Regions from separate parts of the Mus musculus genome. Here regions 1 and 3 are each linked to region 2. The links are chromatin contacts, called in public HiChIP or PLAC-seq maps. All regions are on one chromosome and are shown on one strand. Each heading gives the region's core, a stretch centred on a gene start, on an enhancer-like site or on the middle of the called end of the contact. The rest is flanking DNA. Distances are from core to core; before and after follow the strand shown.

Region 1 (4,956 bases), core at 1,003-3,502, 300 kb before region 2:
ATTCAGAGATGGCTCACACACTTAGTGCTATTGGTCTTCTTGAGTGGTACGGGTCAAATACAGGAAAAAAAACTTGGTGGTACCAGCACCGTGAAGCAGCAGTTGTGAGCTCTCCAAAGACTGCCTTACTCTGTCAAGAAAACTTCAGAGTGCTGTACCCCTGCTCTTAGGGCCCCAAGTTATCCATGGTTATAATTAGTTCTAGGCAGTGCCCTCTGGGAGGGCGCAGGTATGTATTTAACTAAAAATAATCTGGGAACTGGGCAGGACAGGGCAGAGCTCCTGGCCTCTACCCCTTCTATTATCTTCCCCAGCACAGGTGAGACACCTCCCCGTTCCCCAGCCCAGCTTGGCAGCATCCACTAGTCTCCTACCATGACTGTGGTGTCATCTGAGGCACTGGCGATGACGTTGTCATTGTGTGGGCACCAGTCAATGTCCAGCACAGGGCCAGTGTGCCCAGTGACCAGTGGGTAGTTCTTATCCACTCGTCCTGTCTGGAGGGGTCAGAGAGGGTGATATGGGTTCACTGTCATTCGTGTGTGTGTGTGTGTGTGTGCACAAGCACCGCTGGGAACGGAACTCAGGGCCCAGCACTTGTTAAGTAAATGGTCAACCAATGAGCTGCATCCCAGGCCCTTGCTCTCCTGTATGTGGTTTTGAAGTGGGCAGTAGATTTGTTTACCTCTCAAATCTGTGTTATTAGTTTTCTCTTTGCAGACCTTTTTCAGAATTTAACCCCACCCCCACCCTCAGTCTACTCTTTGAACTTTGCTGGAGATGCACAGTGTGAATGCCTTTGTATTAGGAAGTCTGATTCAGAGAGACAGGCTGACCTAACAAAGTACCCACAGCAGGACACGGAACCCAGACTCAAGTTAAGGTCTCATTATGTTGATTAGCCTAGGCTGATCTTGCCTCGGTCTTCCCAGTGCTGGGCTCATGGGCGTGAACCCACATGCCCTGTGAGGAGGATGTGCTTGAACCTGTCCCCCAAGTTGGAGGACCTTTGGCAAGCCCCTGGAGAGAGAGGTCTGAGTGAGTGACTCTGACGGCAGTGGCTTAGCCCCTGGGGCAGACCTCTCCCTTGGTTTCACCTTGGAGTCATAGGCAGCACGCAGTCTTGGTGCTGAGTGTCCCTTACCAGGGGCTGGCACTCGTCTTTCTTTTTGTCTTCATGAGTAAGTTGTGGGAGCTCTGAAGACTCTGCAGGGGTTGGCATTGGCCCAAAGCACATAGTCTGGGAGAGAGGGTGACTAAATGCCATTGACATGGCAGTCACACTGGGGGAGGAGGTGGCTCGGGCTGAAATGTGAGCCCTTGGGATGCTGTCTCTGGATGGTGTCTGCATTGTCCAGCGTGAGTCATAGGCTATTGTCAGGCCTGTCCTGACCCCACCACTTGTGAGGTCTTCTTTAGCAAGGTATAGGGCTCAGTATCTAGGTCAAGGTTATGCTTTGGGGTATCTCTCCTGGGGTACAGATGGCTACGTGTCTGCAAAGGTGGCAGTCAGTGCCTGGCCCTTTCCCTCATGTGCAGGGGAGGGAAGGCTCTGACTATTGTAACTTCTCTTTTTAGTTTCATCCCACTCCCAGGATCAGAGTCTGAACACCTCTCTCTCTCTCTCTCTCTCTCTCTCTCTCTCTCTCTCTCTCTCTCTCTCTCTCTGTATCTCTGTCTCTCTCTGTTTCTGTGTGTGTCTGTGTGTCTCTCTCCATCTCTCTGACTCTGCCTTTCTCTGACACTAGGTAAAGATAAGGTTAGAGTCTGACTGGACCTTGGTCTGCTGTATCCCAACCATCTCCATCACTAACACCCATCTTGGTTTCTGCTAGGAACACAGTGCTCTGTGGCCTAGAGATCGGGCGCACAGGTCACGCTGATGTTGCTGTTCTCCACCATTCTTTGTGGGTTTGGCAAAGACAGAGTACCCAGTCCACACAGACTGCCCTTCTGGAGGCCTGGACTTCAGTGAGAAAAGGCTAGTGTGGGATATATCCCAGAGACCCTAGCCAGTGCCCTCCCAATTGCTTTCTTCCCCTCACCCCTCACCTTGGCCAGAGGCAGGACAATGAAGGCACCTCCACCTCCAGCCTCCACAATAATGGCTAGAAATTTGGGGTTGACGGCACAGAAGGCGCTGTCCCATGTGACCTTGGATACCCGGATGTCCTCATAGGCCTGGTCAGCCTTTGCTGCCTGACCAAACACGTGGCGGAACTTGCTCTGCCGAACAACACGCCGGCTCATGGCTGGGGCAAAGATAGGGAGTATCAGAGTCTAGAGGCACGTTGGTCCTTAATCCTGCGAGCTGTGGAAGGGAGGAGTGAGTGAGTAGGATTATCTGGCCAGGATCTTCAAAGTGACCAAAGTTGGAGGCTGGTTTTTGACATCTGTCTCATGTTGTTTAATATGAGGGACAAGGATGGGGAATCTCACCGCTTCTTAGACACACAGGCTAGCCGGGATAGCAGAGGCTGACACAGGGCTGAAACTTCCTCCAAGACCTAATGTTTTGAGGAGGAATATCAGGGGGTCCCCTCATGCTGCTAGTCATGTATGAGACCTCTTTGCAAGTGTTTGTCTCTCTGAAAGGCTCCCCACCCAACACCTTCTCTTTTAGTCAGTGGACCGTAGCTCAAGGCTAGGTAGGACTGCAGCCCTCAAGATCCCATATTCACATCGCTGAGTTCAAGCCGGTGTGTCTTTTTCTACAGCTTGGCCAAGAGAAGAGGTCCTTTTGTTAGCCCTGCTTCCTACTCTTTTTAAAAGATTCCTCCGGTGGTGTGGGGTATGTGGGAGTAGGGCGATCTTCCTTCTGTCTATTTCCCCATGCACTGATTTCTCCGGATGGGGTGGGGTGGGGGAGTCCTGGCTATGGTCATCTGACACAAATATCATACTTTGGTCCAGCCTCTTGGGTGCGATGCCTGGGCTGGCTAGTCCGTTCTCTTGAGGGTGGGGGCCCTCGACCCCACCTGCAAGGACCAGATGTGCAACCAGGGAGGAGGTGAGGTCCTCTTTCTGGTTCTACGACTTCGGCTTCTGGAGCTAGGAGCTTAGCAATGCTTGCTACTTTTCCCAAGGGGACACAGCAGGTTCTCCCAAAGGCCAACTGCTTCCTGCCCCTCCCCTGCCCGGGCATCCTTGTGCCCTTCAAACCACTTCTGTAGCCCCAGGCCTGAAGGCCGGCCTACTCGCCCCCTCCTCCAGCCTCCTGCCCCGGCAGTGCGTTCCTGTGAGACTAGGTGTCTCCTCGCCAGCCGCTGTCCGGCCAAATATAGACACCAAGTCCGCCCTGACGAACTGAATTTAGCGGCGGGGGGGGGGGGGGGCGCAGACCTCTGCCCCCTCCAGAGACCCCGCCCGCGCCGTTGGCTGCGGTGGCGGAGGCAGGGAGGGGGGTACCTGGTCCTAAGCCGGGCGGGGGTGCTCACGCTGCGACTCCTCTGCGGAGCGGGCCGGGGTATGCGAAGGGCCGAGGAGGCGGCGTCCGTGCGTCCGGGCCAGGGTGTTCCGGCCGCTGCCTGCGGCTCTCGGCTGCGGGCTCCGCTGCAGTCCCAGCTGCTGCTGCCATCAACCTGAGGGGGCGGGGCCGGACGGGGGCAGGGCCAGGCCAGAGCGGCTACGCCCTGTCCAGCGCGCGAAAGTCCGGCGGGCGTCTCAACTCCGCTGTAAAAAGGGAAAAGTAAGTGTGCGTGCGCTGGCGGGGTGTTCGTGCCTCGTGTCTGCCACCGTCCCTCGCATACAGGTTCGGGAGGCGCTTGGTCCAAAGAGAGACACGGAGAATGGGAGCCACCGCGCGAGATCAGGTGCCTGCGCGCCGCATTCCTGCCGCAATCGCGCAGCTAATTTAGTCGTTCCCAGCGGGCGGGGTTGTCCCCAACAGCCACGACCCGCCGCGAAGAGGCCTCAGAAGATACTCTGGGGGAATCGTCTCAGTAGCTTGATGAGGGTCTACGTTGACCCAGGGCAATTGATGAGGCTACCGCTGTTATTAACATCGATGGCGATTGTTTGAGAACTTAAAACTTTGGCACCGGTATGGGCATTTCATCCCTATTAGAAGGTTCTATGAGCCACAGCTTAAGCCAGGCAGAGAAAAGTAAACTAACTCCCAGCACTGGGTTCAAGGGGAAGATGTTGGCACAGATATTTGGCCATATTTTAGAGGTCAGAGAGACCAACTCTGAAGATGTTTAGCCTTCTGGTCTTTGAGATGATCCCTTTATTTTAGGGCAGAATTCCTCACCCCCAAGACCCAGTCTTGAGTAGTGTTCAAGGTCAAGAAGATAAAATACAGCCAGTTTCTTGAGTTGCTGTTTATTCAATGCTTGCCCATGAGCTCTTGATTTCTTCCCTCCCATCTTAGGTTCTGAAGGGCAGTATGAGGCCAGTTTCAGGCAGCACATAGACTCAGTAGTGCAGTTTTCCAGAGACCAGTGTGTGTGTGTGTGTGTGTGTGTGTGTGTGTGTGTGTGTGTGTGTGTGAGAGAGAGAGAGAGAGAGAGAGAGAGAGAGAGAGAGAGAGAGAGTGCGCACCCATGAGCATGTGGGTGTCTATAGGCTTGTTTCTCAGAAGGGGTTTAGGCAATTAGTGGCTTGTAGAGGAACAGAACCAGAAATTGTTAGTGCTACACAGAAGATTTGTGGTTTCTATGTGTGCATAACCACAAAGAGGGATGGAGTCTTTAAGATTCCAGGTACATGGTTAGCTCATATCGTTCTGGGGGCACATTCTAGTAACCCAAGTTCAGTTCTCAGAACCCACAAAGCAGCTTACAACCATCTCTAACGCCAGTTCTGGGGAATCCAATATCTCAATAGCTTCCATGGGTACCAGACACACATGTGTTGCACCAACATGCAGGAAAAATTTCCACACACACAAAGTTAAAACAAAACACCAGTCAGGCAAAGAAGCCACTGGGCTTGGTTCTCCCATAGAACTGTCAG
Region 2 (5,057 bases), core at 774-3,273:
AGGCAAAAAGAAGCCCAAAAAAGTCAGCACCATGCAGGGGCTGAGGTCCTGTGGTCCCCAGGCAGCCTGCCACCTTCCTTTCAGCTTTCATGGTCAGGATTAAAGCTTTTTGTAAACCAGGGATCTAGAGGTTTTAGTTGCAAGTAAGTTAGAGAAACAGGGAAAAGCGCTCCTTCCCAGCCTGGTCCCTAAACCATCTTAATGGCAGTGTAATGCTTTGCTACGTGGTTATGTTTACTTAGTCATCTGTTTATTGACGGACAGTTACTGTCTCATACTCCTAATAAAACTATACAATACCTACATATAAATCTGTATTTACAGTTTAAAACTGTCTCTCATCCTCTCAATATATATGTTAAGTCCCTGACCCCTAAACTTTAGGGCCTAAAGTGGGTGTATTAAAAAAATATTCAGAGCTAGGAGTGAATTAGGACCAGTGCTTTATAACAAGTTCTCTCATTCTCTCTCTGTCTCTGTCTCTGTCTCTGTCTCTGTCTCTGTCTCTGTCTCTCTCTCTCTCTCTCTCTCTCTCTCTGGAAAAGGGGCACACACATGTGTGGTTGTGGGCATGTACACTATGGAAAGTCAATGTGAGGACAGAGCAAGAAGGTAGCCATCTGCAATCCAAGGAAGAGACATTATCTGACGTCAACTCTTTGAGCCTTCAATTCAGACAGTGCAGTCTCTAGAACTAGGAGGACATCCGTTCAGTAGCCAGAAATGTCTAGTCTAACTGTTACTCGAGCCTGACAGAGCACCAGTCATTTGTTTAGAATGGAGTCCCAGAAGTGGAACTGGCTAGGTCAAAGAAAGAAGAGCTGAAAGTTTTGGGTGCCAGCTGTCACGTTGTGCTGTTGATTGCTGTGATTTATTCTCCCACCAGCAATGCACAAGAGCTCTCCTCCTACTTGAGCCCAGTCAGTTAGCACTGCTAGGAATGAGAAACCTACAATTTGATTATTTTTCTTCTTTCAATGCTTGAGATTGCACATGCTGGGCAGTCACTGCCTCTGAGCTATGTTCCCTGAGCCTCACTTTTTTTTTTTTTAACAGAAGTTAAATATTTTCATGTTAAAATACTTTATTGTGTGACCTAGTCATTTGTATTTTTTTCTAATATGAACAAGCTATGTCAGCAACATGGGCACGTTGGGGTCTTTCCACATTTAATGTGTGATGCCATGAATTCAAAGACAATTCAATTTCTTTTACCTTAATTCACCAGATATCACTGTTTTCCCTTGGTAGACACAGTCATTGGCAATAGTAGATTCTTTTATTCCAATCTTAATTACTATTGCTAATAGTAGTTAAACAGTATTAACAGTTTTTAAGAGTATTAAAGTATAATGTTCTTTACATGAGAGAAAAAGGCGGAGACAGAGAGAGAGAGACAGAGAGAGAGACAGAGAGACAAAGAGACAGACAGAGAGGGACAGAGAGAGAGAGAGAAAGAGAGACAGAGACAGAGAGAGACAGAGACAGAGACAGAGACAGAGGGGGGGAAGCATTATAGGAGGCTTCAAATGGGTAAAGAGTCCACAGAGAGACCATACTGAAGGCAGCTGATTCAGACTCAAGGAACTGTCTTTGGAGAGGTCAGATAAGCTTTATGAACTGCAGGTGCAGAGTTGTCAAATGCTGCAGGGTGGGGGAAGGGAGGGCAGTTTTAGGGTCAGTTTGAACCAATCTGCTTGTCCCTAGCAGGAGAAACTTCACTTGAGCTGGAGCCCAGGTCACAGGTAAACACACTGCTGTGGCCATTTTACCGGATGGGAAAAATGACTTTAATAGTACCAAGGGGGGGGGGGGTTGCGTCATCCTTTCGTCTGGCGTATTTAATAAGTGCATAAGTCTGTGTTTCTGATATGGTTTTGATATCCCCATGCATCCGGGTGTTCCTGACTTAAACTTGAAGTTCCTAGGTTGTTATACTTTATTGTATAAAGAGGTTGCTTAGCAGGCTGTGCCTTGTGGTTTGTGCTACGGTTGTTCACTTGCACAAACAAGACATGAGTCATTCTACCTCAGCGTTTGTGCTGAAGACGGAAGAAGCTGCTCTTTTAAAAAATGGGATCACTTAGGACAAGCCCCAGCTTGAAACAAGTAGAAACAAATATGGACACGAGCCCAGTCTCCATATTTGTCCTACCTTTTGATGTTTACTTTAAGTTAGAACTATAAATGCTCGTTATGTATTGTTGGCATTGTGTATGATCGCCAAGTCTAAGTGCTTTTCAAATTTCCTCAACTTTTTTGTCTTTTATTATTATTATTTTGGGGGTTGTTTTGTTTTATTTGAGACAGGGGCTCTCTGTGTAGTCCTGAGTGTCCTGGAATGCACCCTGATGACCAGGCTGGCCTCAGAGATCTGCTTGCCCCTGCTTCCCAAATTCTGGGATTAAAAGTGTGTGCCACCATGACCATCTCAAGTTTCCTCAATTAAAAAAAAAAAAAAGCCGGGCATGGTGGCGAACACCTTTAATCCCAGCACTCAGGAGGCAGAGGCAGGCAGATTTCTGAGTTCGAGGCCAGCCTGGTCTACAAAGTGAGTTCCAGGACAGCCAGGGCTACACAAGAGAAACCCTGTCTCGGGAAAAAAAAAAAAAAAAAAGTAAAGCTAGTCTCCACCTTAGAAACATTTGTGTTAATTTTTGTGCAAACGAATCAAGAGGTCATTTAAAGGTGCTTCCTGTGGCTCCCGCGCTCACTCGGAGCTCTCAAGATCCACACGCTCGTCGCTCTCAGGTGTTTTTATTTTTAGGATGAGCTTGAAAATAATTTTAACAAGTAACATAAAGAATACAACTTGGTTTTCCTTCTAAAACGATAGCCAAATATACAGCTCCTTATGGAACAAACTTTTCTGTTACAAGTAGCCAATTTTCCAAATGAGAAAAAAAAAATCGGAATCATGGTTTGTCTCCAGAGGAAAAGGAAACATTTTACAGAATTTGATAGAAATGTTTAGCACCCACATAAATTCACGTTTTCCAGAAACAGGAGTGTTCTCTGACATGAAATCCCTGAGAGTATGTGGTTTTTAATACATCACCTAGTCCTCCTTTACTATGAGACAAGTAAAAGCAGGAGGACAGCACAGTAAGAACAACAACAATAACAACAAGTCTTTTCTATTTTTACAAACTTGGCTAGAAATAGACATGACAATTTGGAAATAAAAATTTCTAATCACTCCCAGAATTACTAGAGAATCAAATGAATAAGGATTTGGGTGGAGGCAGTAAGACAGTGTGTGTGTGTGTGTGTGTGTGTGTGTGTGTGTGTGTGTGTGTGTGTGATGGTCTGGTAGTAACAACTACCTTCTCATCTCTTTAGCTCTTTGGAGATGAAATTTAACCTTACAAACTGAAATGACTAGTTAATTCTTGTTCACTGGAGACTGAATTTATTCTAAGGCCCCTATTTTACCATTGCCAAAGTAGCATTATTGGAATTTTAAAAATAATATTTAGGGCTGGTGAGATGGCTCAGTGGGTAAGAGCACTGACTGCTCTTCCGAAGGTCCGGAGTTCAAATCCCAGCAACCACATGGTGGCTCATAACCATCTGTAACAAGATCTGACTCCCTCTTCTGGAGTGTCTGAAGACAGCTACAGTGTACTTACATATAATAAATAAATAAATAAATCTTTAAAAAAATAATATTTATTATTTTTTATGTATGAATGTTTGTCTGCTTGTATGTGTGTCTGATGCCCTAGAGGCCAGAAGAGGGTGACAGATCCTATGAAACGAGAGTCACAGAAGGCTGTGAGGTGCCATGTGGGAGCTAAGAACGGAAACCCAGCCCTCTGCAAGAGAACAAGTGCTCAGAGCCACCAAGGTTTCCGCCAAATCCTCAAAAAAATTTTGAAAACACTATCATCAAAAAAATATTGTAAATATGACCCCTACTTACTTGAGAGGGAGAGGGTAAGAATTTAACAATGTCCTCTTAAATGTAGCCTCTCAGCTGAGCATGGTGGTGCATGCCTGCAATCTTGGTATTTGAGAAGCTGAGGCAGAAGAATTGTGAATTAGAGGCCAGTCTGGGCTATGGAGTAAGACCATGTATTTAAGGAAAAAAAAAAAAAGCCCAAACAACCAGTCTTTCTAATTTTAAGATGAATGATCTTTTTGCATTTTAAAAATAAGACACACTTGACACTCATTGTGTGCTTTTGATAAACCCCCTTTCTAATTCCCAAAATGTTTTAAAATCAGAACCTTGTCCATCTCAGGGGCTGTGACTTTTCATAGACAGGGTGGGGTGCTATATTTGTCTTATAAACAAATCACCTAATATAGAATGACAAAACATATTAAGAGAATTGATAAAGGAAGAGCAGATAAATGAAATAAGTGGACAAAACTGGGCAGGTTTCAACATTAAACATTAAAAACCCAGATTAAAATTATTTTTCATATGTCTAAATGATAAAATATAACATTTTTAAAGTTTACAATTTATAAAGATGATAGTGCTCTCTTAAATCTTATGGCAGCACATTGCAAGAGAATATATAAAAGAGAAATATATTAGAAATATAAAGATAAATGAGCAAAATCACACAATAATTATGGAGCTATTAAAAACTTCAGTGGTAAGAACTTTGTTAGGATTTAATTCACACATTATTTCTTTCTTATTGTTGCTAAAACAAATTACTATGAAGTTAGTTTCTGAAAACAACACAAGTTTATTCTCTCACAGACCTGGAGACCAGAAATCCAAGATCAGCAACACGGGTCACAATCGGGTGTTGGCAGGGCTGCAGCCCCTCTGGTGGGTCATCTGCCCCTTCCAATCACAGGCTGAAGTCCCAGAGAGGGTTGCCTCCAGCTTCTGGTCACTAGTGGGTGTTATACTCACAGCATTACCAACCTCTGCCTCTATAGTGATGTTGCCTCCTCCTCCTCCCTGGCTGAGAAAACCCACTTTCATACAGACACGTGTGATTGTGTTTAGGGTTTACCTGCATAATTCAGGATAGTTTCCCTGCCCCCAAACCTTAGTTTAGTCACATATACAAGTATTCCTTTTCTGCATA
Region 3 (5,015 bases), core at 931-3,430, 280 kb before region 2:
CTAGGCTACTCTGGGAAACAGTTTAGTTTTCTTATTTATTAGATGAGCAGAAAAAATGTAATTGATAAGATATATAAGACATTCTATTCTCTTCCTTCTGCTTTCTTGCTACATGTTAGGTAATAGCATCAACTCTTTAAGAAATGTATACAGAAGAAAGTATTGCTAGAAGTGTAGGGCTAGGAGACTGAGGTTGGCCGTGGTTACCTTCTAGGGGACTAGGAAAGCAGTGTTGGCACTTCCATGAGTTGTGCATGGTCCTGGATATTTTCAATTATTTAGCCAGAAAGCTATTTTAAAAAATCCTTTTAAGCCACAACTAGGCTTGGCTGTCATGGGACCAGAAATCCATGTCCTTTCATTTCAGGCTCCTTGCTCTGGGCTGACAGCTATGTCTAACTAGACTGCTCTCCACCAGAAAACCAGGATAAGAAGAGAGCCCTGCTATCTCTGGCCCTCATAACCAAAGTGGACATGTCTGAGGACATGACATACAAATTCTCTCTAGCTTTCCTCCCTAGTTTTCCTCCTGTCCCCTTTACACTGGAACCTAATACCAAAGACACATGGTTCAACTTGCAAATGGTCTGCTTGAAATTTGAACCTGTCTGATAGAGCATAAATCTGGCAGATGCTTGTGGTAGCAGGAAGAGCTTTATAACTCGCTCTTCTTGCTACCACCCCACAACTATTAAAACAGAAAAAAAATACAACATGAAAAATACCAACAGTTTAATTATACCATCCTTCTTAGGTCTTCAAGAGGAAGAGTAAACCAGCCTTTTCTAAGCTACCAATGATATTTTGAGAGATGTAAGAAGTTCTTTGCATTTCTGACATATTGCTGTGGCCCTCATGCTCTCACTAAGACTGTAATCAACTGAGATGTTACTATAGAAATAGGTTACTCAGAGGTCACTGCACCAAGAAGCTCCCTCCAACAGACAACAGCTGGCACAACCAGCCAAGTACCCAGCGCTGCTCTGTGTAACTACAGTTAGAGGATGCTGGGATCACAACTCTTACTCTCTGAGAGCCACCATGTGTTTCCTATGATGTGAAAACAAGATCCAGAAAAAAATACTATTAAGGAACAACCAAACTTTGGAAGTTGTCTCTGTCTAACTGCCTTTCAGAGAGTTCCCCCTTCCTCTGTAGACCACTCCACACAGGTGACACCAGTGAAATGGAGGGACAGTGAGGCTTAGTTGGATTTGGTTCTAGAACATTCTTTATGAGCAGTCCTGGCGGTCAAAAGTGGCCTAAATGATATCCCTAACCTGGACATCACAACACAAGAGATTCCAGAGATACTTTTCATGCCATTTTTCTGGGGAGTTGGTATGACTGTGATGGTTGGAGGCAGGTTAATGTCAGTGGAGAAGGAAAAAAAGAACATATATGAATGTATGCTTTTTTGGTAATCATGGAGAGAAGAAATGATGAGAAACAACCTTTAACACATAGTGGTATATATATATAAAGAATGACTTAAACACTTGGGAGATGAGGCAGGAGGCTTAGGTGCTTTGACTACATAGTAGGTTCAAGGCTAGCTTAGGGTATGTGATAGCCTGTCTTTAAAAAAACCAAAATGTGTTATTTTATGAAAAAAAAAAAAAACCCAAGAAACCAAAAACAAAACAGTAAACAGAGATCTACAGACAGGGTCTCTCTATGTGGTCCTTTCTGTCCTAGAGTTTGATATGTATACCAGGCTGGCCTTGAACCTACAGAGAACTGCATGTATCCAAGTGCTGGAGTTAAAGGCACTGCATATTGCCTTCTCTAACTCTAAACTTCATATTGATGTTTTAATTTTACAGATGGGGGTCAAGTGGGGACTAGAAACACCAAGTAACTTCTGAAGGTTGCAGCATACGGGTGAACTAGGAACAGAAACCAGATCTAATGATGCAAATTCTGTGTTTTTTCCTGTCTGGAGTTTGCCCTCCCTTTATGAATCAGGCTCAGGAAGTCGGGATGGAACAGAAAAGGAAAGGAAAAGGAAAGAGGAAGTGTGATATTCTGGTTTATGCTGCCCTTCATATCCTCATTTAAATTTTTTTCCTGAGATTCCTTTAACATCTAAGAAAAACCACATATTGGGGGAGGTATACTGGGGAAGGGAAACCAACCCAACAGCTTGCAGTAGCCTGGGGCTCCAGAATAAATACTGAAGTTGGCAGGACACGTAGCGTCCTTCCTCTCAGGAGGTCACATGAGGACATTGCCTAACATCCGTTATGTGTGTGTCTGGGAACATGTAATATTTATGTTCTCCTCAAATGCTTAGGTACCTTTTCCTTGTGCCAAAAAGAACCCCCGTGCCCTATCCTCTGATTTAATGTGAAAGTATCATCAGAGTTGGTGCTAGAGACCTGGAACTTCTGTGAAACAGAGGATTGGGTATTTCCCAGCTTCTCAAGACAGAGGCTCAGATGAAATCATTCCAAATGCTGAGTAAATGGGAGGGAGGGCTGTTAGTGGAAACCATAATGCTATGCTGTGGTCACATTTTCACAATTCTTTGGGGCTGGAGGGTGGCCCCTCTGCGTGGATAGGCTGGAAGGCTATTTAACATTTTGTTCTGTGGAAACATAGCCCAGATTTGAGAGTCAAGATCAAGTCATGAGACTTGCTGGAGTCAAACCCTGGCACCAGCTGCAACTGCTTTTAGACAGCTGTGCTATTGCTCTAAAAACACAGCCTAGAACTGTTCACAGGGAAGCAAACCAAGTCTATCAAGCCAGAGGATTTCAGCCTGTGACAGCTCAAGAAGTTGATTCTCAAGTCATTTACCATATGATGCAAGAGTAGCTGAAGGAGATTTTTTAACTCTGAAAGGTAATGGAATGAGAGGCAAAGAAAGCCACTCACAACCCACCTGGCCAGCAAGATCCCTTGGTATTCTTCCAGTTGTCTCATGAAGCTGGGGTTAGGCTTGGTCACCGTTCGTCTTTCCTTCACATAGTCATAGGCTCGATCCAGATTCCATCCATACTCCTTCATTGCATAGGCAATCACAGTGGAGGCTGAGCGACTCACCCCCATTTTGCAGTGCACAAGACATTTAGATCCATGTTTCCTAGTTGGGAAAGTGAAGTGAAAAAGGACGCTGATAGTACAGTGTAAGAGCTGGGGTTCAGGTTCCTGTATTGCCCTCCCATTCCTTTTTTTTTTTTTTTTTTTTTTTTGCTATGCAATGTTCTCATCTTGGTACATCCATGTGCCTCTATGATCAAATATGAGGATTAAGTAGGCAGCTTTAACTGTACTCTTAAATAATATTTGTCTGTCTGTTTTTTGAGACAAGATTAATCTTAGTAGCCCTGGCTGTCCCGGAATGAACAAACCCTGTAGACCAGTCTGGCCTTGAACCCATACATTCACCTGCCTCTTCCTCCCCAGTGCTAGGATTAAAGGTGTGGCGCCACCACTGCTGAACTCTCTTTTTTTCACTTTTAATATTAAGCCTATTAATCCACTCAGTAAAGATTTATCAAGTATTTACCATATATAAGTTAATGTACTAGGTGCTAGACACAAACTTAAGTTAACACACAACTTCTATACTAAAGGGTAGGCGGGAATTAGAGAAACAGACAATTAAAATTCAATGTTGTAGCACACTGAACGTCCCAGTGTAGGGAGGAGCTCATTCCTGTGTGGTGGGGGCCGCGTCCCTCACAGCCCTCAGGCTCCGGAGTTAAGGTGTGGTAATGACTCATCATCTGATTTGTGCTAATAGAGTTATTTCTAGTTAAGTTCCCAGGAAGGGCTCTGTCCCGGGAGGAAAGCATAGATGAAGCATAGATGTTTTTTCTCTATTCTAGAGATCACTTTCCACACACTATCACAACCCCAGGGAACTAAGGAAAGCACGTGACGTATCACATGTCATTCTCAGTGTTCAGGTGAAATGAACGAGAGCTGCCTGTTTGTATTTTGCACGCTCTGAAGTGAACTCAGGGCTCCACACATACTCTGAGGGCCTGCACTATCACTGAGCTACACCCCAGTCCCTGTGGGCTTTTAATACAAGGGAAAACGACGCTACCACAAAGCAAACAAAATACCTCAGTCTCACTGGGTCAAAGCTAGTCATCATTCAGAACTGTTCAGTAATGTTCTAATTCTAACAATGTAGTGTTCCAGCACAAACTAACTCTTCAAGGATCAGCTAAATGCATGAATAAACTTACGGATCTGCTGATCACATCTCCAGCTGTTGAAGAGGGAATATTTTAAAAACTGGAGAAAAAGAACTGTTACTATTATGGATACTACTCATGGGCTCTAGAATCCTTTCCAGTAACTGTTCCAATAAATCAAAACACGGACATGTGAGCCAAAGCAGAGAAGCTGTTCATGTGCTCACTGGCTATACTGCTAGTTGACGCTTTGCGATTCTGCAGTCATGAGCTACAAGAATGACTGAGGAATTATCAGTGCAAATGAGCCCGAGGTGACTTGCCCAAACGAATGAGCAGATAAGCTACAGGAATGCAAAGTATGGAATGGACTAATTTTTCTGAATTTTAAGACCTGTATTGTTATTTGTGCACGTGTGGGTGGGCGGGCATCTGAGTGTGGTGGTACATGTATGATACACGTGTGGAGCTCAGAGGATGACTTGGAGGGGTCAGGCCTCTCAACTTCTACCAAGTGGGCTCCGGGATTAAACTCAGCCTTGGCAGCAAGCCATCTCGCTGGTCCTTACGACAGAGGTTTTTATTAGACTATTGTTAGGAAGCCGATGCACAGAAATTCAGAAAAAAAAATTAGACATGCGTTCTATGTTTTCCAAATGATCTCTAAAAACATCAAATTTTAGGCCTTTGCTTATAGGTATGGCAAGTGCTTCAACTTGGACAAGCCTAAATAAAATAGAATTTATTCCCTATGGAAGTACCTTTTCAACTTTTACTTTTTTCTTATCATTTTTTTTTTTTTTTTTTTTGGACAGGGTTTTTCTGTGTAGCCTCTGCTGTCCTGGAACTTGGTATGTAGAC

Evidence for each region. HiChIP or PLAC-seq counts read pairs in DNA pulled down with a chosen protein or histone mark.
Region 1: a FOXA1 HiChIP or PLAC-seq map of pancreatic cancer cells shows a contact between it and region 2. The contact joins the promoter of Coro6 here to the enhancer-like site in region 2. A contact is called at or near these places in 2 of 39 promoter capture datasets (embryonic stem cells and liver), 1 of 484 Hi-C or Micro-C datasets (bone marrow-derived macrophages), 3 of 115 datasets of contacts at active chromatin or transcription factors (embryonic forebrain, pancreatic cancer cells and stem cell-derived neural progenitor cells) and 5 of 9 other capture datasets (adipose tissue, embryonic stem cells, liver and 2 more).
Region 3: an H3K27ac HiChIP or PLAC-seq map of acute myeloid leukemia shows a contact between it and region 2, with 3 times the contacts expected there. The contact joins two enhancer-like sites. A contact is called at or near these places in 2 of 39 promoter capture datasets (liver and stem cell-derived epiblast-like cells), 3 of 15 datasets of contacts at CTCF or cohesin (the NIH/3T3 cell line and large pre-B cells), 6 of 115 datasets of contacts at active chromatin or transcription factors (acute myeloid leukemia, embryonic fibroblasts and embryonic stem cells) and 2 of 9 other capture datasets (macrophages and pancreatic islet).

The regions. Positions count from the first base shown.
Region 1 is chr11:77,461,207-77,466,162 of GRCm38.p6, reverse strand. It overlaps Coro6 (coronin 6), which reads right to left and starts at 2,252. Exons shown (of 10, transcript NM_139128.2): 1 at 2,053-2,252; 2 at 375-497. The coding sequence starts at 2,250.
Region 2 is chr11:77,157,482-77,162,538 of GRCm38.p6, reverse strand. The region is part of intron 2 of Efcab5 (EF-hand calcium binding domain 5); the gene reads left to right. Among named protein-coding and RNA genes, the nearest start is that of Efcab5, 29 kb to the left of the region's middle. Within about 2 kb of position 2,023, at least 60 of the 459 cell types and tissues checked have an H3K27ac peak or open chromatin away from gene starts, as enhancers often do. A contact at or near this core is called in acute myeloid leukemia, bone marrow-derived macrophages and pancreatic cancer cells, where this site is marked.
Region 3 is chr11:77,439,931-77,444,945 of GRCm38.p6, reverse strand. Ssh2 (slingshot protein phosphatase 2) reads right to left here. Exons shown (of 15, transcript NM_177710.4): 13 at 2,888-3,088. Among named protein-coding and RNA genes, the nearest start is that of Coro6, 21 kb to the left of the region's middle. Within about 2 kb of position 2,180, at least 132 of the 459 cell types and tissues checked have an H3K27ac peak or open chromatin away from gene starts, as enhancers often do. A contact at or near this core is called in acute myeloid leukemia, where this site is marked.